Regions from separate parts of the Mus musculus genome. Here all the other regions are linked to region 1. Evidence: chromatin contacts called from public HiChIP or PLAC-seq data. All regions are on one chromosome and are shown on one strand. The core of a region is the stretch at or near the end of the contact, and the rest is flanking DNA. Distances in the headings are between cores, read along the strand shown.

The links. HiChIP or PLAC-seq counts read pairs in DNA pulled down with a chosen protein or histone mark.
Region 2: a contact with region 1 is called in an HNF4G HiChIP or PLAC-seq map of pancreatic cancer cells. The contact joins the promoter of Aprt here to the enhancer-like site in region 1. A contact is called at or near these places in 7 of 39 promoter capture datasets (cranial neural crest, embryonic stem cells, hippocampal neurons and 3 more), 1 of 484 Hi-C or Micro-C datasets (Th1 cells), 3 of 115 datasets of contacts at active chromatin or transcription factors (effector CD8 T cells, embryonic stem cells and pancreatic cancer cells) and 1 of 9 other capture datasets (adipose tissue).
Region 3: a contact with region 1 is called in a FOXA1 HiChIP or PLAC-seq map of pancreatic cancer cells. The contact joins two enhancer-like sites.
Region 4: a contact with region 1 is called in an H3K4me3 HiChIP or PLAC-seq map of bone marrow-derived macrophages, with 4 times the contacts expected there. The contact joins the promoter of Trappc2l here to the enhancer-like site in region 1. A contact is called at or near these places in 14 of 39 promoter capture datasets (the 3T3-L1 cell line, 3T3-L1-derived adipocytes, the C10 cell line and 10 more), 1 of 115 datasets of contacts at active chromatin or transcription factors (bone marrow-derived macrophages) and 1 of 9 other capture datasets (embryonic stem cells).

What each region holds. Positions count from the first base shown.
Region 1 is chr8:123,024,080-123,031,900 of GRCm38.p6, reverse strand. All of the region lies in intron 1 of Ankrd11 (ankyrin repeat domain 11), which reads left to right. Among named protein-coding and RNA genes, the nearest start is that of Ankrd11, 14 kb to the left of the region's middle. Within about 2 kb of position 4,275, at least 71 of the 459 cell types and tissues checked have an H3K27ac peak or open chromatin away from gene starts, as enhancers often do. A contact at or near this core is called in Th1 cells, adipose tissue, bone marrow-derived macrophages and 3 more, where this site is marked.
Region 2 is chr8:122,575,120-122,582,259 of GRCm38.p6, reverse strand. Aprt (adenine phosphoribosyl transferase) reads left to right here and starts at 5,353. Exons shown (of 5, transcript NM_009698.2): 1 at 5,353-5,507; 2 at 5,639-5,745; 3 at 6,725-6,858; 4 at 7,045-7,123. The coding sequence starts at 5,428. Galns (galactosamine (N-acetyl)-6-sulfate sulfatase) reads left to right here. Exons shown (of 14, transcript NM_016722.4): 13 at 1,092-1,209; 14 at 3,063-4,023. The coding sequence ends at 3,149.
Region 3 is chr8:123,337,382-123,344,590 of GRCm38.p6, reverse strand. The region is part of intron 1 of Spire2 (spire type actin nucleation factor 2); the gene reads right to left. Among named protein-coding and RNA genes, the nearest start is that of Spire2, 8.3 kb to the right of the region's middle. Within about 2 kb of position 3,025, at least 85 of the 459 cell types and tissues checked have an H3K27ac peak or open chromatin away from gene starts, as enhancers often do. A contact at or near this core is called in pancreatic cancer cells, where this site is marked.
Region 4 is chr8:122,605,485-122,612,971 of GRCm38.p6, reverse strand. Trappc2l (trafficking protein particle complex 2-like) reads right to left here and starts at 1,346. Exons shown (of 5, transcript NM_021502.2): 1 at 1,279-1,346. The coding sequence starts at 1,311. It overlaps Galns (galactosamine (N-acetyl)-6-sulfate sulfatase), which reads left to right and starts at 1,485. Exons shown (of 14, transcript NM_016722.4): 1 at 1,485-1,744. The coding sequence starts at 1,634.

The DNA.
Region 1 (7,821 bases), core at 3,026-5,525:
TGCAGCACTCATCTCTGTCCTGTCACTTTACTACTCTGTGCGTTTGTGAGAGGTGCGTGGATGGGGAGGTCAGAGTTGGGAGTCAGTTCTCCTCCAAATGTAGGTTCTAGGGAATCTACTAAGGTCAAAGGTCATTAGGGTTGTGTGGCAAACCCTTTTTGTGTGAGCTATTCACTGTTTGTTGATTTTGGGCCCAACTGTATACTCCATGTTACTCCTGTACAACTGACGAGTAACCTTGATTTCTTATTCAACCTAAGCTAAAGGATCAGGTGCCGTTTGTTTTGTGCCTACTGTAGGCCACACGGGACTCTGCATAAGGACTTGGGTAGCTCTGGTGTCCTGTGGTTTACATTTTCGAGGGAGATGTGGGCAGCTTACTTCAGAGAGGACACAGTGTTCAGGAAAGTGACAGGTTCAGATCAGAGAAGCCTCGAAGTGGTCAGACAGGGCCTGCATGTATTTCAGCAGAAATGTTCATATTAGGAGCTCTTCTGTCCCAGACAGTTGGTAGGGAGTTAAGAGACTTTTGGTATTTGCTCTCATAGTTTTATTTAATAAGTCAGTACAAAATGTAAGCCAAGACAGGTGAGAGGGAGTTAGGCTTTCAGTAGTTGCAGGAGCCTGAGACCCTATAAAGGAAGAGTAGAGACCCTGTGTGTGTTCAGAACTGGATGATGAATTCACCTCAGGTTTAGTTTTATTTTCTGCCTTCTGTATTTTCTTTCTATTTGTGTCAGTACATAGGTAACTAATACTTACTGAAAGAGATTGGTCTTTGAAGGTCATCTGCCTTTACAGAAGCTTCTATATGTCTGAGAAAATGGTAATACTGGGTAGGACATAATATTTTATCTAACAAACATTTAATACATTTACTCAAGACAGGATTTAATAGTGAGTGTTTTTGAGTTACCTCGGGCTAGTAGGATGCAGCTCTTCCCCTGAGAACTTTTATCTGCTGTCCTTTGTGGCACAGGGCTAAGTGAGAACTACCTGTGGAGTCTGGTGTGGCGGGCAGCTCTCACAGTGGCTGTTTTTGTCAGGACCCCAATGAGCCCTTAGCGTGACTGCAGTGATGGGTAAAGGTGAGCAGAGGCACAGGGAAGGAGATGATGGGCAGCATTGACACTGGATAGTACTGAGCCCTGTGTTCGATTTTGCTTTCTCATCTCCCTCTCCACCAAAAGGACTTCATGGCTCTCTGGTATGGCTACATTGCTTAGGGGATTGCATCTTGCTAAGTAAGAGTGCTTTTCAGAGACACTTCTCACTATGTAGCTGTAGCTGGTCTGGAACTCAGTATGTAGACCAGGCTGTCCTCAAACTCATGTGTATCCACCTTTCTCTGCCTGGAATCAAAGGCATGTGCTGTTGCCACTTGCAACCAAGTAAGGGCCCCCCCCCCCCCCCCCCCCGACAGGGTTTCTCTGTGCCGTCCTGGCTGTCCTGGAACTCACTCTGTAGAAGACCAGGCTGACCTGGAACTCAGAAATCCGCCTGCCTCTGCCTCCCGAGTGCTGGGATTAAAGGCCTGCGCCACCAACTGCCTGGCTAAGTAAGGGCTTTGAAACAAGCTGTGGTTCACTGGGCTGTAGACACCTCAGTGACTGCTGGGCCCAGGGTGACTCAGCTCCTAGGTGGGCAGGAGGAGAGACAGCAGCATACATTGTATGCTATCTTTATGATCTTTCTTGTACACACACACACACACACACACACACACACACACACACACACCAATATTATTATATATATTTGAGACAGAGTCTCCACTTTGGAGACCAGGCTTGCTTGCTTCTTTGTGGAGTGCTGGGATTAAAGGCGTGAGCTATTATGCTGGGCCAGCAGTATATATTTTATTTTAAAAATAAAACATTATTTTACCTTATGAGTCTGAGGCTTTTCCTGCATGTATGGATGTGTGTCCCTGGTGTCCAAGGAGGTGAGAAAAGGGTATTGGATCCCTTGATACTGGAGTTAGGGCTGGTGGCGAGCCTCTTGTGGGTGCTGAAAACTGAACTCGGAGTTCTCTGCAAGAGTAGCAAGTATTAACTGCTGAGTCAGTTTAAACATTTAAAAATGTACAGGGTTTTTCTTTTTCCCTGTAAAAGTCCAAGTAAGCTTTCCGAGTGTAAGAGGGCAGTGCACTAAATATGGCAGCTTGGCATGACTGCAGAGGTGCCAGATGCCCCCGAAGGCTGTGCACACACTCACTCACCCCGAAGGCTGTGCACGCTCACTCACTCACCCCGAAGGCTGTGCACACACTCACTCACCCTACTCACCCTGAAGGCTGTGCACACACTCACTCACCCCGAAGGCTGTGCACACACTCACCCCGAAGGCTGTGCACGCTCACTCACTCACCCCGAAGGCTGTGCACACACTCACTCACCCTACTCACCCTGAAGGCTGTGCACACACTCACTCACCCCGAAGGCTGAGCACGCACTCACTCATCCCGAAGGCTGTGCACACACTCACTCACCCTGAAGGCTGTGCACACACTCACTCACCCCGAAGGCTGAGCACGCACTCACTCATCCCGAAGGCTGTGCACACACTCACTCACCCCGAAGGCTGTGCACGCTCACTCACTCACCCCGAAGGCTGTGCATGCACACTCAGGTCTTTACTGATTTTTATGGAAAGCTTTTTCAGAACTGTCTCCTTTTCAACAGTGTCACAGCTTACTTTGTTGTTTATTTCCCTACCACAGTTGCTAATCTAGCACTGCTGTCTTACTGGACTGGGATGGATTTAGGGGACCAGAATCCTGAGTCCTGACTCTTTAGGGGACCAGGGGATTGTTGCTGTTGGCACACAGAACTGTGGTACAGTGGGATGGAGAGACAAGGCCCTGAGGCAGGCTGTCCTGCTTGGTGTGGCCTTTTTTTTTTTTTTTTTTGGTGCCTTACCCAAACAATGCTGGCTCATTTTCTTGTTCAAGAATGCTTTTGAGGGATATGTTTTCAGTGAGTGAAATTAAAAGACCAAAAAACTTAAAAACAAGTGGGCCTATCAAAGCTGTTTGGTTTTGAAGTGTTTGTAGCTGGGGCTGAAGTCAGTTCTCCATGGGCTGTTAAGAGAAAGGGAGCCAACCTGCCTCCATCCGCAGACTCTGAGGCCAGTGGTGTCCAAGACCTAAAACTCATGGAAGGTTAAATAACAGACTCAGGGAGTTGTATATTTAATATTGTGGTACTGAACTTTACTTTTGAAAATGGAACCTGTTACTTATGGGGGAAACTAGAAGGTAGGTTGTGGGTGTGAAATGGGAGTGGTGAGATTTGTAGCCCATGTATTAATTTTTAATTTTTTATGTTTCCTTTGTATGGAGTCTGGTGTGTGGGTGTTACTTCCTGCTCACATTTATGCTAAAGTGACTAATCCAAACTGGATATAGTGGTCTATGCTGGCAATCCCAGGGATGCCAGGAGTTTGGGGCCAGCCTTATAGTAAGACAACTCCTTAAATGCTCTATACCCACCCCCAAAACCCAGTAAATAAAACCTATGTGCGGAGGTGTTGTAGTGAGTTGTTGGAGAGCTAGACCTGGAACTCATATTCTTTCTCACTTCTGTAGACTTGCTGTGTGGATATTTGTCATTGGTGGCTACCAGTGACCTGTGGCATGTACTCCTGTGGATGTAGCTGTCACTTAATAGGATGTGGAGGTGATAGACAATCACACAGCATGAACTAGATGGCTCAGTGGGTCGGGGGCTTTTCGGGCAACCTTGATGACCTGAGTTTAATCCTCGACTCCACAGGGTGGAAGGAGAGAACTGGCTGCTTCAGATTTGTCCTCTGATAGCAAGATGTGCACCTTATCTCTGCCGCCCTCTCCCCCTTCCAGTGATTAACAAAAGAGAAATACAGAAACGCATTGATGAGGATCAGATTCCGCATTCACATTGTGACTCAAGCCTAGCATGTGACTCAGAGTAGACGTCTCTCACTATGAATAGTTGATGCTCGTGTTAATTCCTTCTTCCTCTTCCTTTCTAGTACTTTTGGGGTTTTTTGCTTTAGTATTGAGCCATGTATCCCCAGCCTTTTATTTTTGTTTGTTTGTTTGTTTTTGTTTTGAGACAGGGTTTCTCTGTGTATCCCTGGCTGTCCTGGAACTCACTCTGTAGACCAGGCTGGCCTCAAACTCAGAAATCCGCCTGCCTCTGCCTCCCAAGCGCTGAGATCAAAGGCGTGCGCCATCACGCCCGGCTCAGCCTTTTATTTTGAATTAGAGTCTTAACCTAAAATGCCCAGAGAGACCGTGAACTTGTGAGCCATAGGCATGCACTAACATGACTATCCTGATACTAATTCCGGTTTCTGAGTATATTTTATTCTTGCTTGTTTGTTAATTGGTTTTTCAAGACAGGATTTCTCTGTTGAAGCCTTGGCTGCCCTGGAATTCACTCTGTAGACTAGGTTGGTCTGGAACTCAGAAATCAGCCTGCCTCTGCCTCCTGAGTTCTTGGATTTACAGTTGATCAATAAAATCTGTATAGAAAGCATCCAGGGCTGGTTAATCTAGGGAAATAACTTTTTAGGCCTTTAAAAATAACCTTCAGTTTTAATATAAGTTGTCCTTAAGCTTGAGATGTTTTTCTATCTGACTTCATTGATCTGTGCAGTAGGTAAAGCAGTTAATGTTCTAGAGATGTGACCCTTTTCTGAACCAATTAACTGCCAACTTGAGGACTGGTTTTCAGGGGACTTGCCAGTGATGAGACTGTTGCCCTGGGAACAAGGGGGACCCAGAGGAATCCACTGTACATACAGTTGTCAAAGGCTGCATGGCTGTTTAGTGCTTATGCAGCTGGACTAGAGCTTTTGTATGGTTTGAGTATTCAAGGTTTAGTTCTGCTGAGTGCCAGGTTTGGTAGCACACACCTCATTCCAGTGCTTGGGAGACTCTAGACCACTTTGGGCTACAGAGTGAGGCCTTTTTTAGATGTATTTATTTTATTTTTTTGGGAATAAGTGTTTTGCCTGCGTTTATGTATGTGCACCACATGTGTACCTGGTGCCTAAAAGTCAGAAGAGGATGTCGGATCCCCTGATACCTGGTTGTGAACCACCACGTGTGTTCATCTGAACCCAGGTCCTCTGCAAAAGCAATAAATACTCTTAATCTCTGAGCCATCTTTCTGGCTCCTTTAGCTTATTTAATTTGTTTTGTGACAGGGTTTCTCTGTGTAGCTTTGTCAATCCTGGTACTGGAACCAGGCTGGTCTCAGCCTCCCTAGTGCTGGGATTAAAGGTGTGTGCTGCATTAAGTCTGACAGATAGTTAACAATGTTTGAGACAAGGTCTTACTGTATTTCATACTAGCCTCACTCTCTGTGTGTAGCTAGTCAGTGGCAGCCTTGTTTCTGATTTTCCCGAGTGCTTGGGCTGCAGGAGTCTGTCATGGTTGTCAGTCTGTCAGGTCCATGCCTAGTTTATACCGCTGGAGACGGAATGAACCTAGGGCTTCGTGCCTGCTAGGTCAGAACTATCACCAGAGCTACACCCCCAGTCCTTGCTTTTGCTTGTTTTTCCCCAACAGTTTCCCCTCAAAGTTCAGGCTGGCCTTGAACTCTCATACATCCCAGGCTGTCCTTAGTCTTGCTCCAGTTCTTACCATTTCCTCAAATGCTGCATTACAGCTGCCATTCACCACAGGGCTGAGACCCTTTCTGTTAAAAAACAAAACCAAAAACCAAACAGCGTCTTCTATTGTTGAGTTATATGCTTCTTTGATGTTAGAGTTATGGTAATAAGAACAAAGAATTGTTTATGAGAGGTCTAACGTGGTTGCCACAGGGAGAACTTAGAGTTGTTTTAAGTGATGTCACCAGGGTGGGGAAGTTAGAAGGACAGTGTGGGGTGAAGAGCTCTTCCACAGTGGTGGTGGCCATCAGTGGACACCTTTGTACCGTGTTTTTGTAAGACATTGAGGTTGTTTAGGAGGGAGATTCCTTTGGGGTGACTTTCTTTCTGGAATTTTGGGGTAACCCAGGTGGGCTGGGGGAGAGTATCCAAGTGTGGTACAGAAATGTCCTGTCATTAGGAGAGTAGGATTTCCTTTCTTTGCAATAGGATGTCTTACAGTATGGTTTTAGTTTCCTTCTAGTTTTCATCTGCATTCCTCTTCACTCTGGCATTTGGGTGTGTGCTAGAGCCTATAGCTTGTATGTGCATTCCCACTTCTCAGACCTTGGTTGAATCTGGGTTTCAAAGACCACAGGGTGGTGATGGCCCTGTAATCCTAAGTTTTAGGGAGACAGGCAGGAAGATTGAGAGTTGGAGACCATCCCAGAATGCATAGCATATTCCAGGCCATTCTCTGTACAAGTCTCACACAAACCCCAAGCCCAAACCACAATGTTCCTCTGGTCCCCCCTGAAGTCCCTGGAGGACTTGCCTGTGTGACTGTTTCTCATGTTCTCTAACTGTTGTGTCCTGTTGTGGGGCTTTGTGGGCCCCTCCTCCCTTTTTGAGACAGGTTTTCATGTACCTTAGTCTAGTTTGGAATTTGATAACTTGATATGTATTAGAGGTTGGCCTTGAACCTTAAGTGCTGGGATTTCAAGGAGGTGCTTGTATGTATGCCTGCCTGTTCTGCCTCCCTCCTTCCTTCTCCTGATTCCTCTTCTCCCACTTCTGCCCCCTCTTCTGCCCCCTCTCTTCTGCCCCTTCTTCTGCCCTCTCTTCTGCCCCCTCTTCTGCCCCCTCTTCTGCCCCCTCTTCTGCCCCCTCTTCTGCCCCCTCTTCTGTCCCCTCTTCTGTCCCCTCTTCTGTCCCCTCTTCTGCCCCCTCTTCTGCCCCCTCTTCTGTCCCCTCTTCTGTCCCCTCTTCTGCCCCCTCTTCTGCCCCCTCTTCTGCCTCTCTCTTCTGCCTGGATGGACTTTGTTTGCTAAAAAGGGGAAGACTGTTTAGGAACTCACCTTGTAAACAGGAAGTACAAAATCAGTCTATTAATAATTTTTAATAAAAAATAAGTTACAAGATTTTTTTATTTTAAAAACTTTAATTTCAAAGCCTTAGTAAACAAAAGATGTCAAGCAGCAGTATTAGGTTTAATTTTAATGTTTGTGAGCACTATTTAATGTTTCAAGAACTTTTTTTTTTTTTTTTTTCCAAGACAGGGTTTCTCCGTGTAGCCCAGGCTGGCCTCGAACTCAGAAATCCGCCTGCCTCTGCCTCCTGAGTGCTGGGATCAAAGGCGTGCGCCACCACGCCCGGCTGTTTCAAGAACTTTTATTGTAACCTACTTTCTCTTATATCCAGATATGTTCATCACTAGCACTCTGAAAAATTGAAGAAAGAAAAACAAACAAAGCTAAAAAACACAAGTACTTTGAGGTCAGAGATTGATGAGTTGGTTTTATTGCTGCATAATTTCTTCATCAATCTAACATTTCAGCAAGGTCAAATTTCCAGTGCAGAGTGCATGATGGTGGCCTTGGTGAAGCATACTAGTTCCTCATTCCCAAAGTACAGACCTGTCTTTCAGTGAAAATGGATCTTTAGATACAGTTAGCGGGGTTGTTTCTCAGACAGCCTAGAATGTTCCCTCCAGCTACTCTTTGTACCCTTTTTTAACAAAGGTGTTCAGTTGGGCTGGAGAGATGGCGCAGCAATTAAGAGCACTGACTGCTCTTCCAGAGGACCTGAGTTCAATTCCCAGCAACCACATGGTGGCTCACAACCATCTGTAATGGGATCTAATGCTCTCCTCTGGTGTGTCTTAGTCACACATATAAAAAAAAGTGTTCAGTTTATTGGCATTAAGTACATTCACTTGTACACATATATGTGTGTGTG
Region 2 (7,140 bases), core at 4,104-6,603, 450 kb after region 1:
GTGACACAGGTGTTTGGTGGACGTTGGGATGGTCAGGATGGGATGGGACAGGACACAGATTAGGTACATAGCTCAGTGTAGAGTGCGACCATCCCTAACACCCCCATAAAAGAAAAATATATTTAATCAGTCTTCTCTGGGAGGGAAATTTAGCATTACATTTTTATTTATTTATTTGAGAAAGGGTCTCACTATGTAACCCTGGCCTGGAGCTCTCTATGAAGACAAGGCTGGCCTCAAATTCACAGAGATCAGCCTGCCTCTGCCTCTCTAGTGCTGGCTTTAAAGATGTGAGCCACCAGCAGGGCGTGGTGGTGCACGCCTTTAATCCCAGCACTTGGGAGGCAGAGGCAGGTGGATTTCTGAGTTCAAGACCAGCCTGGTCTACAAAGTAAGTTCCAGGACAGCCAGGGCTATACAGAGAAATCCTGTCTCGAAAAACCAAAAAAAAAAAAAAAAAAAAAAAAGGTGTGAGCCACCATGTTCCCCTTTACAATAACCACCTCCTAGGTGGGGACCTTGGCTCCTCCTGTCCTCCCCATGTTATCTCTAAGTATAGACTTGTTCCCATGGGATGGAAAAGCTCACAGGTTTTCATTTATAGGTTCCTGAGGGCACATGGTGTGGGCAACAGTGACATGATTTAAAATGACAGAAAGATTTGGTCTGCGTAGATGTCCTTGCAGCTTCATGGTGGTACCACAGTTGGTGACAGTACAGAGGTGGTTATATGCCGGCTGCGCAGTGCATCCATTGTCCTCTTGTAGGGCAGTAGTGGCATGCACCTTTAATCCCGGCACTCAGGAGGCAGAGGCAGGTGGATCTATGTGAGTCCAGGGCCAACCTGGTCTACAAGGCAGACAGCTGTCCCAGAAGGCTCAAGGGTCACCAGGTGGGAGCCCACAGCCCACTATGGCTTCAGCTTGCTGTCCTTGCTCTTCTCACCTCTAAAGATTAGCGCAAGGGCTCAGGCTTTCAGGGCTAGACCACTTTATGTCCTAGAACGTCTGAGAGCGTCAAAGCTTCCTGCCAGGAGCTGATGGGCCCTGGTTGACACAACAGCCTCGTAACCAGAGCCGCCTTCTCTCCAGCTTCCACAGTGACGAATACCAGGACGCCCTCAGCAGGACCACCCAGGTTGTCCAGGAGCACCAAAAGTCCTTGGTCCCCGGACAGCCCCAGCTCAATGTGTGTAACCAGGCTGTCATGGTGAGCGATGTGTGCGTGCTGGGGCTTGCTTGTGCTCGGCGACTGCTGCCGGTGCTAGACAAAGTTAGTCTCATCCCTGTACAGGTGCAGCTCAGCCTGGCAAGGGCACTCGTTCCGTGAAGTGGGGGGGGGGGGGGGGGGGAGGACATCCTACTAACACTGCAGTGTTGGAGGGGGGTAGCTCTGCTCAGGACGGGGTTGGGCACAGCCCTCTCTCAGGGTCCCACTGGGGAGCAGCTTTGCTGCATTCACAGACTGTGCCTGTGTCACTAGTTATTGCTAAACTCCCTCCCACATCTACCTCTCCTCCTAAGGTCCCAATAACCAACAGAGGTACATGCCACCAGTGTTTACTCTGGGGAACCAAAGAATTCATAGGCTTTCTTATGGGACAGTGAGTGAAGAGTTACAGGTGGGAGCTTGGAGGAGGGGGCACTCAAAGCACCCATGCTGGAAGGTCTGTGGCCAGCAGAGATGACTCCTTTCCTGTGTCCTTCTCCACCTATGTCCTCTAGCCCCTCCCCAAGGCTGCCTGTGGTTAGGGCAGAATTGTGTGAACGTGACTGGGAGGAATGGCTAGGTAATCAGGCGGGAGAGAGTTCCATGATTCTCATGGCAGTCCTTAAGGAGAGTCCATAGTCGCTGGGTGTGGTGGCGCACACCTTTAATCCCAGCACTCGGGAGGCAGAGGCAGGCGGATTTCTGAGTTCAAGGCTAGCCTGGTCTACACAGTGAGCTCCAGGACAGCCAGGGCTACACAGAGAAACCCTGTCTCGAAAAAACCAAAAAGAAAAAAAAAGGAGAGTCCATAGTCAACAAACCAAGCTGCCATGACCTTTTTTTTGCAAGCAAGACCAGCTAAACTTGTGGAGGCGGCAGCAGTTTGGCTCAGGGGATAGTTCCACACAATACTGGTATTCTGAGCTCTGAACAGCAGTGGTAGATCAGGGGGCTCATTCTTAGACTGCCAGGTTTCTGGGGCCTCAGGAGGCCTGAGTGTCCTTACCACGGTGGGGCATTGCCGTTCCATCCAGGCTGCAGCCACGCTGTAGTGCAGGCTAAGGAGCTTTGGTCGCGGTCACTTCCTCTGCCACTTAAATAATTGAAAGGCAGGGAAAATGTGGATGTAGAGGCAGCAGCAGAGAAATCGCAAGGACCACACAGAATCAGCAGCTGAAGCAAGGCGTTCATTGGGGGTGAGGGGACACACATGCAGCAGACACACACAGAGGAAAGATTTTAAAATCTCTGGAACATTTTTCTTCGATAATTTAGGGTTGGTCAGTTTGAGGGAAGCTAGGATGGTTGATTGGCCCAGAACTGTACAAGACATGTTTGTTGAGCCCATCTATGAGTCTGCTATTGGGAGACCAAAACCTTTATCTTAAATTAGTGCGCTTTTGTTTCAAGCCAGGAGGGTAAAAAAGAAGCCAGACCGGCCACTTGGAAATTCAATACCTTTATCACCCCAATCCCTGACTACCAGGGAATCTGTCTAACTCCTAGACTCTCCATTCTGTGGGAGCCTCTTTTTCCTGGCTTCCCCCACTTGGAAGCTGCCTGAGTTCAGGCTGTTAGGCGCAGCTCTGCCCTGGGGCTCCCTTTCCTTGCTACTGGCTTGCCAGTTGCAGCCCCACCCCACCCCTAACCCCCCTTTCTGCAGAGCCAGAGCTGCTTTTTAAAGCAGGACCCGGGGCTCCACATTCCTAGGATTCTGGAAGGCATGGAGATAGGGATATCCCCGCCTTGCAGCCAGGTGGGTGGGTGAGGCGGGAGGGCCACGTCTCGTTAACTGTGCCCAGTCTGAAACGCCTGAATAACTGCAGTTCATTTTCTTAAATGTCCTTTTCCAGAATTGGGCACCCCCAGGCTGTGAAAAACTAGGGAAGTGTCTGACACCTCCTGAGTCTGTCCCTGAGAAGTGTTTCTGGGCCCATTAGCCAAGACCAGAATCTCCAGCCAGCCCTGCAAGTGCCTGGGAGACCTTGTCCTTCGGACTGATGAATGGAAGAGACCAGCTGCCCTCTGCCCACCCATCCCTGCATGGACGGCCCCTGCAACCAGGTGCAAGGCTCCAAGACTGCTCATCCTGGAGCCCTGACCCTGTAGTCCGCTCTCGAGCACCACAGCCCATCTTGCCAACTGGCTCCTGAAAAGGAAGCCGGGGCCTTGATCACCGTAGGTACGTCAACCCAGGGTCTGAAGCACTGTCACTGTCCCTGCATACATTTCAACCTAGGTGCCGTACACAAAAGTGAAGATTTCAGCGAAATGCCAAGGAAGTGCCATCTATCTGGCTTCTCCCCCAGGCCAACCCTCTGAGCCACCCTACCTCTTTCGCACTGGCTACAAACAAAAGACAAAGACAGCACCTTTTCCAGTCAAGGTGGCATCTGCACTGCCCCATGGAGATGGGAAGATGACAGCCTAAGTTTCTGGCCCTGGCTCAGGGCAGTATGGGGCCACTTCTGTAACCTGCCACCTCTCATATGCTCCACATAATCTCCAAGACCCTTTCTCTGAAGGCTCATGGACAAGTTTTCACATCTGTGCAGTAACTGCAGAGCCAAGGTTGAGCTGTAACGGTTGGGAAATGATGGTGAAGAGACTGAGAGGAAGAATAAAGGAACAGGAGGGGGTTAGCTCTGGTAGCCCCAAGTCTATTTTTGGGTTGGTTTGAGACAGGGTTTCTCAGTGAGGTGCTGGCTCTCCTAGAACTCACTCTGTAGGACAGGCTGGCCTTGAACTCAGAGATCTGCCTGCCTCTCTTGGGAGTGCTGGGATTAAAGGCGTGCGCCATCATGAGACCACCTATCCTGGTCTTTTGTTTGTTTGTTTGTTTTTATTTTTTTCAAGGCAGGGTTTCTCTGTGTAGTCCTGGCTGTCCTGGAACTTACTTTGTAGACCAGGCTGGCCTTGAACTCAGAGATCCACCTGCCTCTGCCTCCCAAGTGCTGGGATTAAAGGCGTGCGCCACCACCGCCCGGCATATCCTGGTCTTTAAAATCGAGATTATGATGGGAGACTGTGTGTTAGATCTCCACGTACCTGTTGCATGAGCTTTCCCTGGGGATTCAGAAACAGATGCCCCAGATACGATTCCAGTGAGAGCCTAAAGTAACCATCGTGTCCAATGAGTTCACTGCCTACAAGAACATGAATGACCCCCAGAGCAGCTGCATCAACCAAACGGAAAAGTCTCGGCCCAGCATAGATGACAAGTTCCTAATAGATTCATAACGGAGCTTCCCTTTAGTTAACCTTCCTCCATGTGAGTGTGTGTGTGTGTGTGTGTGTGTGTGTGTGTGTATTCTAGTGCCTCCAGAGACCACATCAAATGGAAGAATGCAGCTCACGGGCTCACAGGAAGGTCCAAGAAGGAATGTTTAGAATCCATTGGACCCTCCCCACACCCTCTCCTTTGATGGAGCATGGGCCAATTTGGAGGATATCTTTTGAGTAATTGCAACTGCACTGAAGATGATAATGGCCATTATACTCAGAGGACAGTCTTCCACACCACTACCTATAGACCCAGGTACTGTGCTGGGAAGGTAGAACCCCAGTTCTGTCTCTGGCTATCAGGACCTTCTGGTCCCCACCCCAAAACGAGGAGGGCACATTCTGTTGCAATGCACAGGAGTGTCTGTGGTCTCAGAGAAGGCATTCCTTACCCGCCCTGCTACCCTGCTTTCCCCTGCGCTCTAGCCCACACACAGTGCACTCCCACCTCTGGACCTAAGACTATCCATCAGCTCCCTTCCGGGCTAATTCCAGGAAAGCAGGGGCTGAATCTCAGGCCCCTTGTACTATGCGCGAGGGAAGGAACGCAAGGCCAAACCACTCCAGCGGACCTGGGCAAGACCCGTCCCTGCTCCCCCAGGTCCAGAAGACTAGCCCCTGGAAAAGCAGGACTGAAAAAGCGTGTGTGGGGCAAAACCAAAAAAGGATGGACATCGCACATCCCCTTTCCACCCATATATCTTTGAGGTAGGGATGCTTGTGTTTAGGCAGCTCAAGAAATCTAACCCCTGACTCAGGCCCCACACACACCTCGCAGAGGCCCCGCCTCTCAGCCTGTCCCGCCCCTCGTGCTAGACCAACCCGCACCCAGAAGCCCCGCCCATCGAGGACGCTCCGCCCTTGTTCCCCCCGGGATTGACGTGAGTTTAGCGTGCTGATACCTACCTCCTCCCTGCCTCCTACACGCACGCGGCCATGTCGGAACCTGAGTTGAAACTGGTGGCGCGGCGCATCCGCAGCTTCCCCGACTTCCCAATCCCGGGCGTGCTGTTCAGGTGCGGTCACGAGCCGGCGAGGCGTTGGCGCTGTACGCTCATCCCCCGGCGCAGGCGCGTAGGCAGCCTCGGGGATCTTGCGGGGCCTCTGCCCGGCCACACGCGGGTCACTCTCCTGTCCTTGTTCCCAGGGATATCTCGCCCCTCTTGAAAGACCCGGACTCCTTCCGAGCTTCCATCCGCCTCTTGGCCAGTCACCTGAAGTCCACGCACAGCGGCAAGATCGACTACATCGCAGGCGAGTGGCCTTGCTAGGCCGTGCTCGTCCCCCACGGTCCTAGCCCCTATCCCCTTTCCCCCTCGTGTCACCCACAGTCTGCCCCACACCCATCCATTCTTTCTTCAACCTCTGACACTTCCTCCTTGGTTCCTCACTGCCTTGGACGCTTGTTCACCCTGGATGAACTATGTAGGAGTCTCCCTTCCCTGCTAGGTACCCTAAGGCATCTGCCCTCGGTGCTTGTTCCTAGAGACGAACTCTGCTCTGTCCTTGTGTCCAGAACCAGGCCTCCCTCTTTTAGGGCACAAAGCTGGCCAGCATCCTGACAGCAGGCTGGGAGACCCTGGAACCTCCAGATGACGGACATCCTTGCTTAGGGGTAGCCTCTGGGATGAACTAGATACTAAAAATTAGGTAACCTTGGTTGGGCGTGGCGTGCCTGGGCAGACCTCAAGCCTGGTAGCTTCAGGGGCTGTTTCTCCCCAGGACTACACCGGGGCATCTTTCTCTTGTTCCCTCACACAAGCTTGTGTTAAACAACTGCTGTCTACCTGGCTCCATGCCTGAGCTTCAGAAACACCCTAGGACAGCTGAATGTCCACCAGGAGTGTCCAGAGGGAGGGTGGGCACCCCAGAGAACAGAGTGGCCCTGGTAAGTGCTCAGGGACCACAGACTTTTGCCCACTTCACTTCCTATTGGTACCCCTGGCCATGCTCCAGAAATTAGGGCATGTATGTATCCTTCCCACGACAGCTAGATGCTGCATTTGAAAGGTGGCAAGAGCCACCATAGGTGGCCCTGAGCTGTTCAGAAGGCAGGTAGGATCCCCAAGGCTGAGATGATGAGTTGATGGCTACCCAGTAGCCATCAACGTTCTTCTAGCCGTAGTCAGCAAGACCTAGTGTTCCTAGCAAGTGTTGACCTCGCCCATACTTGGCCTCTAGATTCCCATGCCCCTCAGCTCCATCCCACAACCTTCCCTCCTTACCCTAACAGGTCTAGACTCCAGGGGCTTCCTGTTTGGCCCTTCCCTAGCTCAGGAGCTGGGCGTGGGCTGTGTGCTCATCCGGAAACAGGGGAAGCTGCCGGGCCCCACTGTGTCAGCCTCCTATTCTCTGGAGTATGGGAAGGTAAGCGAGCTGTGTGTAGAGGAAGGGCAGGGTCTTATCACGGCTACCAGTGTCTAGGAGTAAATGTGGGTGCTCAGAGAGGTTGAGACATTGGGTCAGGTTTACACCACCCAGAAACGCTCGAGGCTAGGGAGGTGGCCACTTGTTCGCGCCTAGACTCTGTCTTACACTACTTCCTGTCTGCAGGCTGAGCTGGAAATCCAGAAAGATGCCTTGGAACCCGGGCAGAGAGTGGTCATTGTGGATGACCTCCTGGCCACAGGAGGTAAAGAACCAACCCAA
Region 3 (7,209 bases), core at 1,776-4,275, 310 kb before region 1:
ACATTGTTCTTCATTAGCAAAGGAAACCAGGACAGGCACCCACACAGGGCGGGAACCTGGAGGCAGGAGCTGATGCAGAGGCCATGGAGGATGCTGCTTACTGGCTTGCTCAGTCTGATTTCATATAGAACCCAGGACCACCAGCCCAGGGACAGCACCACCCACTATGGATGGCCCCTTCCCCATTGATCGCTAATTGAGAAAATGCCTTATAGCTGGATCTCATGGAGGCATTTTCTCAGCTGAGGCTCCTTCCTCTCTGATGACTCTAGCTAGTGTCAAGTTTGACATGCAAAGCCAGCCAGTACAATAGTCACTAAGATAACAAAAGATGTCTCAAAATTGTTTATGGATCTAATTATGCTTCAAGTTGCAGAAGATTTGGGGAGTTTGTTTATTACTGTTTTGAGACAGGATATTATTGTCTAGCTCCAAGTCATGACAATCCTCCTGCCTCGGCTTCTTGAGCGCTCGGATCACAGGGATAATCACTATTCCAGGGGGGTCTTGGGTTTCAATGAGCAAGCTACGGCCTGCGAGCTCCTGGGATGACAGTGACCACAGTGATGTCCTCAGCTCTGTGCTGAGGGCTGAGACTCTAAGTGTGCCGTCACACCCCACTGCCAAGGTATCTTCTCTACACACGAGGAAACTGGAGCTCGGGCAGACTGAGAAATTTACTTGAAAACATATGGATGATAGATAATGGAGCTGGGCCAACAAGTTCCCTTTAGGTCTGAAATGCTAAGTCAGGATGAGAGTCGGAAGCAGAACACATGGTTTCCGTCAGCATTGTTTCTGTTATGGAAGCAGCTTGGTGCTAATTTACCCAAGCAGGGTACCCTTGCCCTGAGCATAGATGGCCACTCCAGATTCTTTAAATAGCAGATGAGAAATCCAGGAAGTAAGAGGACTGCCTAGCCCCTCCTCCAGTGGAAAGTGCCTCTGCCACCAGTGGTGGTGGGTGGAGCTGCCTCCTCAAGTCAGGTTCTGTCCGGTTCACGGTCACGGTCACGGGTAAGTGGATGATATCACTTCATCATCTAGGGGACAGAAATGGCACCTTCCTGCCTAACTCATGGTATCACCTCAAGGAAGAAGTGAGCTAACAGATGCAGAGACGCGTCCTAGGGTGCGATACCGGATGGATACGCAGTGCCCGGCCGTGCAGTGACGCGTGCAATGGTGGGAGCTCCTGACTCTAACTCCTTCTTGGGGTTTGGGTCAGGGTCAGGGTTAACTACCCACTCTATATGATACAACCCCACTTCACCCCTGACTCTGCTAAAGGGGACTTTATACATCTTAGGGAGGCCTCTTGCTATACATTCCCTGCCCCATGCCTGGGCTTCTGGGAGTATTTTGACAGTGAACGAAGGCTGGAAGGAGCAGATCCTTTTTAAGATCAAAAGACTTCCTGTCTTGCATCTCAGGCACAGGGCAATGAAGATGTGGCATACGCAGTCCCCGGCGGACAAGGGAACTGACCACAGCCCTCAGAAGGTGGCTTGCCAAGTCTCTCACAGTTATAACTCTCTCACCTTCTCACATAGCTTGTGGGCTTTTAGAAGGCACACCACTCTGCGTCACGACACCTACAAGATCACTCAGTGCTACATCTATCCTGCACCAAAAATCTCCAGTGTCCTCTGAAGACAGACACACGGGGCACCTGCACCCAGGACATTAGGTATCACTGAAAAAAGCAAGGAAAGGTGTCGATTAAGGAATTTACTCGGTGGTGCACAGCTTTAATCCCAGCACTCAGGAGGCAGAGATGAATCTTTGAGTCTGAGGCCAGCCTGGTCTATAGGGCAAATTCCAGGACAGCCAGGGCTACACAGAGAAACCCTGTTTCAAAAAGCCAAAATAAGAAAGAAAGGGGGAAAAGGGAAAGAAAAGAAAAAGAAATTCACTTGAAATCAGATCTGGGAGGCTGAGGCAATAAGATTTCAAGTTTAAGGTCAACCTCGGTAACACAGAAAGGAAGACCCTGTTTCAAATAAAGGACCAATAAGATGTGTTTTGTGTGCTGAGTTGATCCAAGGCTCCCACTCAGGGAGAAAAACAAAACAGAAAGCAACGCCTGCCTTTAGGAGGAAGTACACACGCCTGAGTGCTGGTATGTGCAGGAAACACTCACGATCTTGGCAGCCTGTGAGTAGGGAGGATGGGCGGGCATCCAGGCACACCAACACAAGGCCTCCTTCAAGGTCTTCCCTTAAACTTTCTGAATTTGGGCACTGGCTGCTCTTATAGAGGGCCGACATCCCCCACACTCACAGGACAGCCCCACAGCACCGTGTAACAGTCTCCAGTTTCGGAGGATTCAGCTCCCTCCTCTAGCTTCCGCGGGCATCCGACATGCACGCGGTACACATACACACATCCAGGGAAAATTCTCATACAGATGAAATAAAATTTAAGAAGAAGCTGTCTGAATTTTAAAATACATGGATTCGCTAAACCCAAGAAATAAATTTGGAGCCGGGTGTGGTGGCGCACGCCTTTAATCCCAGCACTTGGGAGGCAGAGGCAGGCGGATCTCTGAGTTTGAGCAGCCTGGTCTACAGAGTGAGTTCCGGGACAGCCCAGGCTACACAGAGAAACCCTGTCTCGAAAATTTTTTTTAAAAAGGAATAAATTTTGAAAAGAGAAAATACACCACCGACATTTCTCCTGGGTCTGGGTACAGCCTCCAGTAGAGAGACTGGCGTCAAAGATCACGTGACTAAGCAGTCCCAGTTTCCTCTCGCACAGTGGTATCACTTACCACAGAGGGCTGGTCTGGATTGGGTGGAAACACACCCAGTGACTGGCACTCGGCAAGCAAGCCACACTTACAGGTGGGGGTGGCTTCCACTGTCGAGAAATGAACTGTAAAACTGAGCTGTGAGCCGGTTCACAAACATCAACCTTGGAAATTGGAGAAAGCCGAGAGGGAGAACCACCCACAGGAAGGCACACAGTCAGAGTCCCGTGTTTGTTTAACAAATAGAATTCTGTGGGGCAAAGGGATGGATACAGGTGTGGCCACCCTGCTCTTCCACAGCTGGGCGTGGCTGATCCGGCCTGAGTGAGAGCGGCAGGCTCCTCTAAGCGCTCACCCACACGCGCCATGCCCACACACCGCTCCCAGGAAGTGCCTCGCTACAACAGGAACCCCGTCCACCAGTGGCAGGTCTGGAGGTGAGCCCGGTCAGCAGTGCACAGGGCTCAGGCCTGCCTTGCACCCCAAACCTTGAACACTCATGATTCGCTAACAATGGGCAAGTCTTGGGGGCTGGAGTCTGGAGGATAAATTAACAGCTAAAACAAAACAATGGGCAGGCCTGGCTTCTGTGTTCCTGAACACCTCCATATCCAACCTCTGACAGCACATCACTAAGGCCTCACCACTGGTCCCAGCCGGAAGACAGTGCAGGAAGTTGGCAGAATTAGATTCAGCAAGATGGCTCAGCCAGTAAAAGTGCTTGTTCTGTAAGCTTGAAGACCCGAGTTCCGGCCTCAAAAGCACGGGGGGAGGAAAGATCTGGACGTTATCCACATGTGTCATGGCACACATATGCTCGTAGTCACAGACGTGTCTCACACACACACACAGAGTGTGAGTAATAAATGTGAAAGAAAATAAACTGGGTGAAAATAGGTTAGAAAGATGCTATTCTTTGGGGTGGGACATTGATGAGATGGCTCAGTGGGTGAGGGTGAGCTTCAGCAAGCCCAACAGCCTGAGCCCAAGCCCTGGGGTCCCTATTGTGGTAGGAGAGAACCGGCTCCTGCAAGTTGTCCTGTGATCTCCATGTGTGCCGTGGGGCCTGCACTCACACTCACACACACACACACACACACACACACACACACATATAACATATTTAATATATATATTAAAGATTTATTTTTTCTTTTTAAAGATGTACACTGTAGCCTTCATGTGGTTGTTGGGAATTAAATTTTTTAGGACCCCCTGCTTGCTCCAGTCAACCCAAAGGTTTATTTATTATTTATTATTATTATTTTATATTTATATATTTTGTCTTATTTGTTTATATTTATATATTTTATTTATTTTCTTATATATTATTATTATAAATAAGTACACTGTAGCTGACTTTAGACGCACTAGAAGAAGGTGTCAGATCTCATTACGGGTGTTTGTGAGCCACCATGTGGTTGCTGGGATTCGAACTCAGGACCTTCAGAAGAGCAGTTAGTGCTCTTACTGGCTGAGCCATCTTATTTTATGTATGTGAGTGCCTTGCCTGCATATATGTAAGCTCACCACATGCATGCAGTGCCCACAGAGGCCAGAAGAGGGCATCAGATCCTTTGGCTCTGGTTATAGGGGCAAGCTGCTGCTTTGTGGTGCTGGGAACCAAACCCAATTCCTCCACAAGAGCAGCAAGTTCTTTCAGCCGGTGAACCATCTCTCCAGTCTCAAACTTTTCTTTATTTTTTTCTTTCTACTTAAACTTCTGTGCTCAGCTTCGGGTCACTTACCATTCCAACCTTCTTTTTGGGGGGAGAGGCAGGGTTTCACTATGCAGCTCTGCTGTCCTGGAACTCACTCTGTAGACCAGGCTGGCCTCAAACTCACAGAGATCCACCTGCCTCTGCCTCCTGAGTTCCAGGATTAAAGGCATGCATCCTCCACCCCACCCCCTCCCCTACCCCCAGCGACGGAGGCATTTCTCAATCGAGGTTTCTCCTGCTCAGATGATGTCAGCTTATACCAAGTTGAGGTATGTCAAGCTGACATAAAACTAGTCAACACAGTGTGGTAGGAATCCAGGGCCTGGTAATAATGTGCCCACCAGGGACGAACAAGAAAGCAGTTGATAAAACCACCATTTGGAACCAAGCTCTGGGCCATGAGAAGGTAACCAGTTCTGGAAACTTTACCAACGTAGTAAAACCTCTGCAGCCTCCGCAGCAGAAGTGTGGGCACAGAGCTGAGAGATGAATACACACATGACGTTCACGCAGTTCGTTACGTGCAGTTTTAAATTCATTTCCTGCTTTCTGTTTTGTTTTGTTGAGACAAGATCTGATGCAGCTCAGGCTGACCTTGAACTCACTGTGTAGCTGAAAAGAACCCCGAACTCCTGGTCTTCCTGCCTCTACCCCCTAAGAACATGCCCTCATGCCCAGCTGCATGCCGGGTTTTTATTATTATTATTATTATTATTATTATTATTATTATTGAAAGAAATATCTAGGGGCCTGGTTACAGTTCAGTGGTAGTGCGCTTACACAGCAGACACAAGGCCTTGGATTCCATCCCAAGCTTGCATGTGGGCTCCAAGCAAATGCTAAATTCTAGCAAATAACATCCATGCTGAAGTACACAGTGGGGGTTGGGGGTTGGGGGCTTGGAGGCTTGGGGGGTTGGGAAGTGTCAACAATTTCCTTGAAATGCATTAAAAATAAAATGGAGAATGAGAGATCTTGATGGGAATACACTACGTTCGTGTATGACAACATCACAAGGAGGGGCTGGAGAGATGGCTCAGCAGTGAAGAGCACTGGCTGCTCGTCCAGAAGACCAGGGATAGTTCAACTCCCAGAACCCACACGGAGGCTTACAGCTTATGACTCTCTGTAACTCCGGGTCCAGCGGATCGATACCCTCACACAGGCAGGCTATGCCTGTGGATATACTGTGATGTGTGGTAGATGAAACAGCTACCCTCAAGGTAGAGGTTATTCTGCATTCGTGGCCTCTTAAGCCGGAAGTGGATATGTTAGTGTTGTTTTAAGCCAGCAGTGTGAGAGTGTATTTACCAAGTCAAAGGAACCGCATACATTCTCTTGTAAGTTCTGCCCACCCTCTCCTCTTGCTTCCCTGGAGAAAGGACCGCAAGCCCTCTGCCCTGGAATAAAGTACAAGTCACTGGACTGAGAAAGCAGGGGCTGAACACTTCTCCTGGGTACTCTGTCCTCAGCTGCTTTGCCTAACCAGTAGGGTGCATTTCCAGGTAGCAAGGCCATCTCTACCCCCCACCCCTTACATGTCTTACACAGAGGTCAACTCTCTCTGAGGAACCAGTTAACAGCCAGAGATGCTTAAATGGTCTACATTCTAGGACCAGAACTCCCAGGATGAAGGGCGGAGGGGACCTTCACCGTGCCGGCACTGTTAATACACCTGCGCTGTGCTGGAAAATGAAATGATTCTCTGTGGACACCGAGGCGGGGGTGGAGTGGTGACAGAGAGTATGGGTGAAATCCAGGGCCTTGACCATGGCAGTGAACCTGGGCTGCACCCCTATTACAGACGGGACCATGCAAGTCACACAGGGACTCCACGGGCTGCCTGAGACTCCGGGCTTTATCCTTCCAGAAGCACAGTACAAAACATGGAAATAAATAGGTGGGCTAGGGCCTTTAATCCCAGCACCTGGGAGGAGAGGCAGGCAGATTTCTGAGTTCGAGGCCAGCCTGGTCTACAGAGTGAGTTCCAGGACAGCCAGAGCTACACAGAGAAACCCTGTCTTGAAAAAATAAAAAATAAAAAAAGTAGGTGGGCTAGGAACCAGCATCCTGCCTTCACATGTCTTGAAGTCTTCTAGGCAGCCAACCCTGGGCACAGGCAGTATGGCAGAGGGAAAATATACTTGAAGAATTGTCTTCCTGCAAGGCCTAATTCAGAGGTAAAACTACACATACCCAGCTCACACCCACACCGCTCAGGCATTCTGCCACAACCCCATAGCATTAAGACACCACCCCAAAACCATTTCTCCCTTCCTGAGTCCTAAGAATAGGCCACTGGCCATCAAGAAGTACAGTAGAGGCACTTTGCAGAACTGCATTCCTCAGGCTACAGCCTGCATTTGTGCCAAGGGTTCATTTGCATGGACCCTGGATATTGTATCCCACACTGAATGTGGCCAAGGTACACAGGGGTGTGGCATGGACACCTGCTGCTGTGCCTCGGGCCAGGGCTCCCTTTTGGTGGTGTGCTCTAAGGCCACAGACACACAAAAGCTGGCTCTGAGGCAGGTGCCAGGCCATGCCCCTCTTGATGACTCTGGGCAGCTGCCTCTCCTCTGTGATCTTCCGTTTCTTCGTGTGCAGTGGGGATCTCAATAAGATGCTTTGGTAGGAAGAGTAAGCCCAACCCTGCTGGGTCTTTGCCTAGGAGCATCTCGGAACATGCTCCGATCCAACTCGCACCCATCCAAGGTGGCCTAACATTAGCCCTCC
Region 4 (7,487 bases), core at 97-2,596, 420 kb after region 1:
TGCTTAATGCACTGTGGCATGCTGCCTTCAGCGACATAACTGAACCTAAGGAAGACTGTCTGCAGAGAGTGGACTATAAAGATAAAACTGGGTGGTGTGGCACTTGCCTGACATGCACAGGGCACTAAGTCCAATTCCCAGTGCCAAAAAGAAAAGCAATATGGGACCAGAGATGTAACTCCGTAGTGGAGTGCTTGAGTCGCAGCATTAAGCCCTAGTTCTCTCACCTGTACCAGAAAGGAGGAGGAAGGGAGGGTGGAAGCAGTAGAGACAAATGCACAGGGGCAGGAAGTGAGCAGAAATGACTCCGGAATGCCAACCTGAGCACAGCCTAACAACATACCCTGACACTTCTCTTCCTAGGATCACCTCTGCCTCAACCACCAGCACACTCTGTAGTGTCATCCTAACAGCAGGGGCACTAGCTATTTCTTAACGTGCCACACTAGGGTAGTGGTCTGTTCTCAGTGCTTCGAGACATTGAATGAGTCTCCAAATCAGGACCCTTCAGCATAGATACTGGACTTCCTCCTCCTGAGTTTATCAAAGCAGCAGCTGCCTATGACATGAGTTTTGGTTTTGGTGGCCTCCTGGGGGTATAACTCCCTCTTTCATACTGACAGCTTCACAGCAGTCTAATCCCTAATGGCAGATCTCAGAAAAAGCCTAATAGGGATACAGGCTTCATGCAACAGGATATTGTGGCCCTCTGGAGCTGTCTTAGCATCCATAAACAGCTTTCCGGAAAGAAATGAATATATATGTTGGCCAGCAAGATGACAGTTGGGAATAGAGGGTACAAAGGGGAGAGGGATGCTGTCTAGAGGTTTGCAGGCCTTCACGGTGGAGTAGAAGGGTGCAAAAGACATGAAGGGGACTATCCTAAGGCAAAGAAAAGCACTTGGATTCTAGGCTGACTTGAGCCGCGCCAGGCTTATATTTAAATAGCGCCGGCTGGGCAGCCAGGGGACGGTCCGGAAGGCGGGGCAGAAAGACCGGACGCGGAAGGCAGCTGAGGCCGTGAAAAGAACGCGTAGAGCGACGGGTGGCAGGCTGCAGCGACCAGCTAAGCTTCCCGGGGGATCTCAAAACCCGGAGGCGGAGGCCTGCAAACTGGCGGCGGACGGCTGTCAGCTGTCAGCGAAAGCGAGCCGGAAGGATCCTGATCATAGGGCTTGGCTGAGGCTTGGAGCTCAGAGTTGAAAAGATCAAGACCATGGCTGGAAGGAGGCCCGCCGCCCGCCGCCCGCCGCCCGCCGCCCGCAGCCTCTCACGCACCTCCTTGGCGATCACCGCGATGCACACCGCCATATTGGCAGGCTGTGCGCCACATCATGTGACCCGATGTGGAGGCAGGCCCCGCCCATTCTCCTCCCACCGAGGCTCAGAGCCCGCCTCTCTCTACCATGGCTCCGCCCAGACTCTCAGGTCCGGCCTTGGTCCCGCCCCTTTCCCGTAAGGCCCAGCCCACTCCCTTGTCACTCAGACAGCCTAGGCCCCACCTCTCCCTCTTCTTTTCTCCGTGGCCCTGCCCCTCCTCTCATTCTGCCGCCAGGGCCCGCCCTACAGTCCAAAAGGAACCGCGGCAGGCTTGGGACTGGGTCTTGACTCCTCAGCGGGAGCTTGGTTTGCTATGGCGGCCTGTACCGCAGCCCAGCAGCTGCTGCTGGTACTGAGTGCCCTAGGACTCTTGGCCGCAGGTGCTCCGCAGCCCCCCAACATCGTGCTACTGCTCATGGACGATGTAAGTGGGGCCACGCGGCGGGGGGACACGGAAGACACAGGGCAGCCACACGGCGGATGAGCAGTGACCCGAGGGAGGCCCAGAGCCCGGTGTCACATCTTTCACTGTTTCCGCAGTGGGGGTAGGTGTTCAGGGAGGCCCTTTTCTTCCTACTTCCCCTCCCGAGAGCGGGCTGACATTCTCCTCCCCTCAACAGGTGGCCCTGCCTTGGTGCCCACCTCCAGCCTGACCTCTGGGGGAACTCTGACCACAAAGTCAGGCATAGAATGTCACCTGCGAGTGCAGCCTGTGGTCATTTATGAATTCTGCCCTGGGGCATATCTCCCTCAGTGTCCCTGTCTGAGAAATCTGTCGCCCTGAAGTGACATGAAAGCTTAGAAATCAGTCATGTAGAACACTAAGTCAGATGGAACTATCCAAACAGAACTAGATGGACTGTGCCTTCCTCGCAGTCTCAGCCTGCCAGCCCCACCTCCACCCCCACCCCCCCACCCCCAGACACACACTGTGGAGTGACATCTGTTGGCTATTGTTAGAATCAGAGTCACATCCAGTTCAGGATGATTTGAAACAAATCAGAGGCTAATACCGGCCGAGGCTAATTAATAGCCAAACCAGCCCTCTGCAGGGCCTTCAGACCTGTGCTGATCCACACTTACCTCCTCAAAAAGGGGAGAGGGATGCTGTCTAGCGATCTGTGGGCCCATCAGAATGGAGAGGTGCTATATATGTAAAATAAGTTGAATTTTAGAGACTTTTAAAAAAAGATTTATTTATTATTATAGATAAGTACACTGTCGCTGTCTTCAGACACACCAGAAGAGGGTGTCAGATCTCATTATGAGTGGATGTGAGCCACCATGTGGTTGTTGGGATTTGAACTCGTCAGTGCTCTTACCTTCTGAGCCATCTCGCCATTCCAATTTTAGAGACTTAATAGGAGAAAAAGAAAGTAAACATCCCACTTGATAAACATTAGCTTAGTAGTTTTTTATTACTAAGAAAAATACAGATCTAAAAAGTCCTGTACATAAGTCCCACCACCCAGAAGCCACTGCAGGAAACCCCTTCCAGCTTCCCGTTCTTTGTGGATGCTGACTGTTCACACAATGGATGTCTGGCTTCTCTGGCTCCTGTCCTGGTCACTAATAGCAGACTTTGCACAGTAATGAGCAGTACTGAAGATCTATATATAGAGAGAGATTTCATACATATATAGTGCCTTTCAGTATTAAGTCGTTTTAGGGCCAAATCGCACTGGCTCGGTTTGTTTGTTTCCACTGGTTTGATCCAGAAGTACTGACTACAGGCTCGTCTGTCAGTTTTCTGCTCTTTTCCAAATGACAGCCTGTGAGGAGAGGTCTTCTCTGACACTCCCTTGAGACTCCTGAAGAACGTTGAACTGATAGACTTTGGGTAACTGAGTTAAGTAAATGTGCTCTTAGCTTTCATTTTGGCGTCCTTACTTTTTGTGTTTTGTTTGCTTGCTCTCTTGCTTGCTTTTTTGAAATAGGGTCTTGCTAAGTAGTGTTGGCTGGCCTGAAACTCACTCTGTAGCCCTGGCTGGCCTCAAACTCAATGCAATCCTCCTGCCTCCACCTCCCCAGTGCTGGGATTGCAAGCATGAGCCACCAAACCTAAAGACTTACCTAACTGCTTTTCTGATGTGGTGACTAGGAAATAAAGTCACATGGAAGGTCACAGTGCATTTCCGTTGGGCAGCTCCAGCTGAGTAGAGAGGTTTTTAGGTAATGGAATGTGACAAGCAATGACCAACGGTTTACCTGAAGGTGGTTGACTAGGAACCACCACCACCTACCTTCTGGATACCCGGGGGCTGTGACAGGAGGGTTCTTTGGAGTTGAATCCCAGAACATTGTACAAAACCCGGGTCTTGTCACGTAGAGACTTTTGATACAAATAACGGGAAAGGAACTCAATTAACTTCAGCAGCACTGGGAATCCCTGGCTTGACCAAGTAGACAACAGGGCACTCTGGCTTAAAGCAGGTAGCTTCAGGCTTCCCCTTTCATAAAGCTGCTGCTGTCTGTAAGCTGGCCCCTGGGAGCCCTGTGTCAGCCTCATGCCAGCCGCAGGCAACTCCCAGCTCACCTACTGTCAGCAACCTTAGTGGGACAATGGCTTTTGCTGACTTGGGCCTACTTCTAGGCCAAGCATGGGGAAGGGGTAGAGAATCTTCCGGACTGTCCAACAGGGAAGCTAAGTCCATCTCTTGAAAGGACACCTAGGTAGGGAGGCCTCCTGGGTTTCTACTTGACCTACTCCAGGTTGCCTGTGCCAGAAGAGGCAGGGATACCAGAAGGTGAGAAAAGTCCCGAGGTGCTCACTAGGCACAGATAAGAAGGTACAGCCTCAACAGTCCAGGAGCCTCCAGACTAGTGCCTTCTCTCCATACCCCTCCCTTCGGCCCTCTGTAGCTGCCTTTGCCAGGCTAATCATGTCTGAATCTGCAACGGGTGCTTATGTGTGTCTGGCTTCCCGAATATGCCACGGCTCCCATCTTGGCACTGTCTGACTGTCTCAAACTTAAATTCTTCAAGGATGGCCACTGACTCTAGACTGGTTGGCTATAGTCCTGTCCTACTCTGGTCATGAGTGCCAGCGGGCATGGTCTGGGTAAACCCAGTTTGTTTCCTGAGTGCCGTGGGGGTCAGGGGTGGGCATGCTTCCCAGGCTGCCTGCAGAGGAGAGAAAGAGTCAGAGGGGACCATAAGAGGGAGAGAGTCAGGCCATGGTCAGGGAAGTTTAGCTGCTCTGACTGACTAGCAATCAGGGGCTTTTTTATTTATACAAGTTTCACAGAACAAAAGCAAACCAATGATTAACCAAAAAGTACAGATCATAGATCATGTGTTTGATTATTTATAACACGTCCAGGGTTACAAGTTCAGTTACAATTAGAAAATACAAACAGAACAGATTTTATTCTTATTGTCAACCCTATAGCTCCAATTTAAAGAACTAAAGAATGTCTCCTCCAAGGTGGACATGTTTGTTATTATATGACAGCTTGCTTTATAGGCTGGCTGTGCTTGTAGGCTTTTTAAAAGTTATTATTTTATTTTATTTTTATGTGCATAGGTGAGAGGATGTCAGATCCCCTGGAAGTGTAGTCACAGACAGTTGCAAGCTGCCATGTGAGTGCTGGGAATTGAACCTGGATCCTCTGGAAGAGCAGCCAGTGCTCTAACCACTGAACCATCTCTCCAGCTTCCTAGTCTTTGTAGTTTTAAAGCACTCCATACAAACAGAAAATATCTGAGCCCATCTTTTTCTGAATAGCAAACACTACTTCCTGACTTCTTTTACAATATGTCTCGCAGGCTGCACTAAAAGTAGGGAAGGCTTATCTTAATCACTCTATCTTATTTAACTGAGTTTTATTCCTCCAGGGCGTGCCCTGCATCACCCCCTATCTTTAAACCATATATTCTGAGAGCTCTAAGCCTGTAATAAACACAGACCTTGAGGCCGTTTGTCAGATCCAGAGTTTGCCATTTGTCTGTTTACCCTGTACCAGTTGTAGTTTGAGTTTGCTCAGGGGCAGATACCCCACACACCCAAACCCCAAAAAATCCTGGAGTAATGACCTCATATGTTCTTATATGTGCTTAATGATCTCCAGGGCGTAAGGAAGCCTTCCAAATAGTGGCCAAAAAGACATAAAGTGAAGCCGGGTGTGGTGGCGCACGCCTTTAATCCCAGCACTCGGGAGGCAGAGGCAGTCGGATTTCTGAGTTCGAGGCCAGCCTGGTCTACAGAACGAGTGCCAGGACAGCCAGGGCTACACAGAGAAACCCTGTCTCGAAAAACCAAAAAAAAAAAAAAGACATAAAGTGAATCATAATGCGGGAAGTTCTCAAGAATGCAACACGCAGAGACCACAGTTTAAAAGTGAGAGGCCGAGCCGGGCGTGGTGGCGCACGCCTTTAATCCCAGCACTTGGGAGGCAGAGGCAGGTGGATTTCTGAGTTCGAGGCCAGCCTGGTCTACAAAGTGAGTTCCAGGACAGCTAGGGCTATACAGAGAAACCCTGTCTCGAAAAACCAAAAAAAAAAAAAAAAAAAAAAAAAAAAAAAAAAAAAAAAAAAAGTGAGAGGCCGAAAGACAACAGTCGCAGCTTTGCTGGAAATGTGTCCAGTGTCCAACAGCTGTGCTGGCTGCGTGACTCTCACAGTTTCCAGTGGCTATGGCTGTGCCACCTGAGAAGCTCCCATTAGAGAATAGGGGGTGGGTTCCCGAAACTAGTACGCTGAACCGTACGAGACCTATTCACCTGCCAGTCACATGGACTTGCAAAAGCTTCTACGGCCGGTTCCTGCAAAAGTACAGCATAATTAGAGTGTATGTGCAATCCCTTACCCCCTCCCGACTCACACTGCAAGCCCCACCTCGCAGCATGGAACGTGACTGGTTATTTCTCAAGACATACTCAGATATGCCCACCACTGCCTCTGCCTCAGAAGTGCTGAGATTAAAGGCGTGTGCCACCCCACTCTTTGTTTTTTTTTTTAAGATTTATTTGTTTATTTTATATATATGAGTAATTATAGCTGTCTTTAGATGCACCAGAAGAGGGTGTCAGATCTCATTACAGATGGTTGTGGTTGCTGGGAATTGAACTCAGGACCTCTGGAAGAGCAGTCAGCCCTATTAACCTCTGAGCCAACTCTCCAGCCCCTGCCCCTTGTTCTTAATTGAGATAAAATTCACAGAATACGTCTCTTGCACTGTGGGTTGTGTAGGTTGCTTCTCTAACTCTGGATAACGGAAGGGTGGAAGGTAGCATGCCTGTGGTAAGGAATGGGTTAAACACGAAGTAGAAGCATGCCTCTGGACAGCCATCCTCAGGAAGCCTATCATGGGATGTTGCTTCCAGTGGACACTGGGCATCCCCACCCTGGAAAAAGTGGTTTCCTGCACCAAAGCTGTGTATAGAAACCTTGATTCGGGCTGGAGAGACGGCTCAGTGGTTAAGAGCACCAACTGCTCTTCCGAAGGTCCTGAGTTCAAATCCCAGCAACCACATGGTGGCTTACAACCATCTGTAATGAGATCTGATGCCCTCTTCTGGTACATCTGAAGACAGCTACAGTGTACTTAGATATAATAATAATAAATAAATCTTTAAAAAAAAAAAAAAGAAAGAAAGAAACCTTGATTCATGGGGGCTGGAGAGATGGCTCAGTGGTTAAGAGCACTGACCGTTCTTCCGAAGGTCCTGAGTTCAAATCCCAGCAACCACATGGTGGCTTACAACCATCCTCAATGACATTTGACGCCCTCTCCTGGTGTGTCTGAAGACAGCTACAGTGTACTTACATATAAAATAAATAATTAAAAAAAAAGAAAAGAAAGAAAAGAAAAGACCTTGGTAGACATTTAAAAAAGAAAAAGAAAAAAAAAAAAGAAACCTTGATTCATGGGAAACACCACCTCCCCCTTTCACCGAGATCTTGCTCTGCACTCTCCTTGATTCCCCAGCTCCGGTGGTCTCTATAGACTGGCTCTAGCCCTCAGGTTGCCAGGGGCACTCATGTAGTCAGGGAACATGAGTTTCAGTTCTGTGAGGCACACTGGACCGGGTGGCCAGGCCATGTGGCTCTCTCTAGGCTCTGCTTTCAGAGGAACCTCAGCACTTGCTTTTGAAATCTCAATTTGCATACATAACAGCTTTATGTTGAAAATAGATGTGGTATTCTTAGACACCAAGACTCTAGGA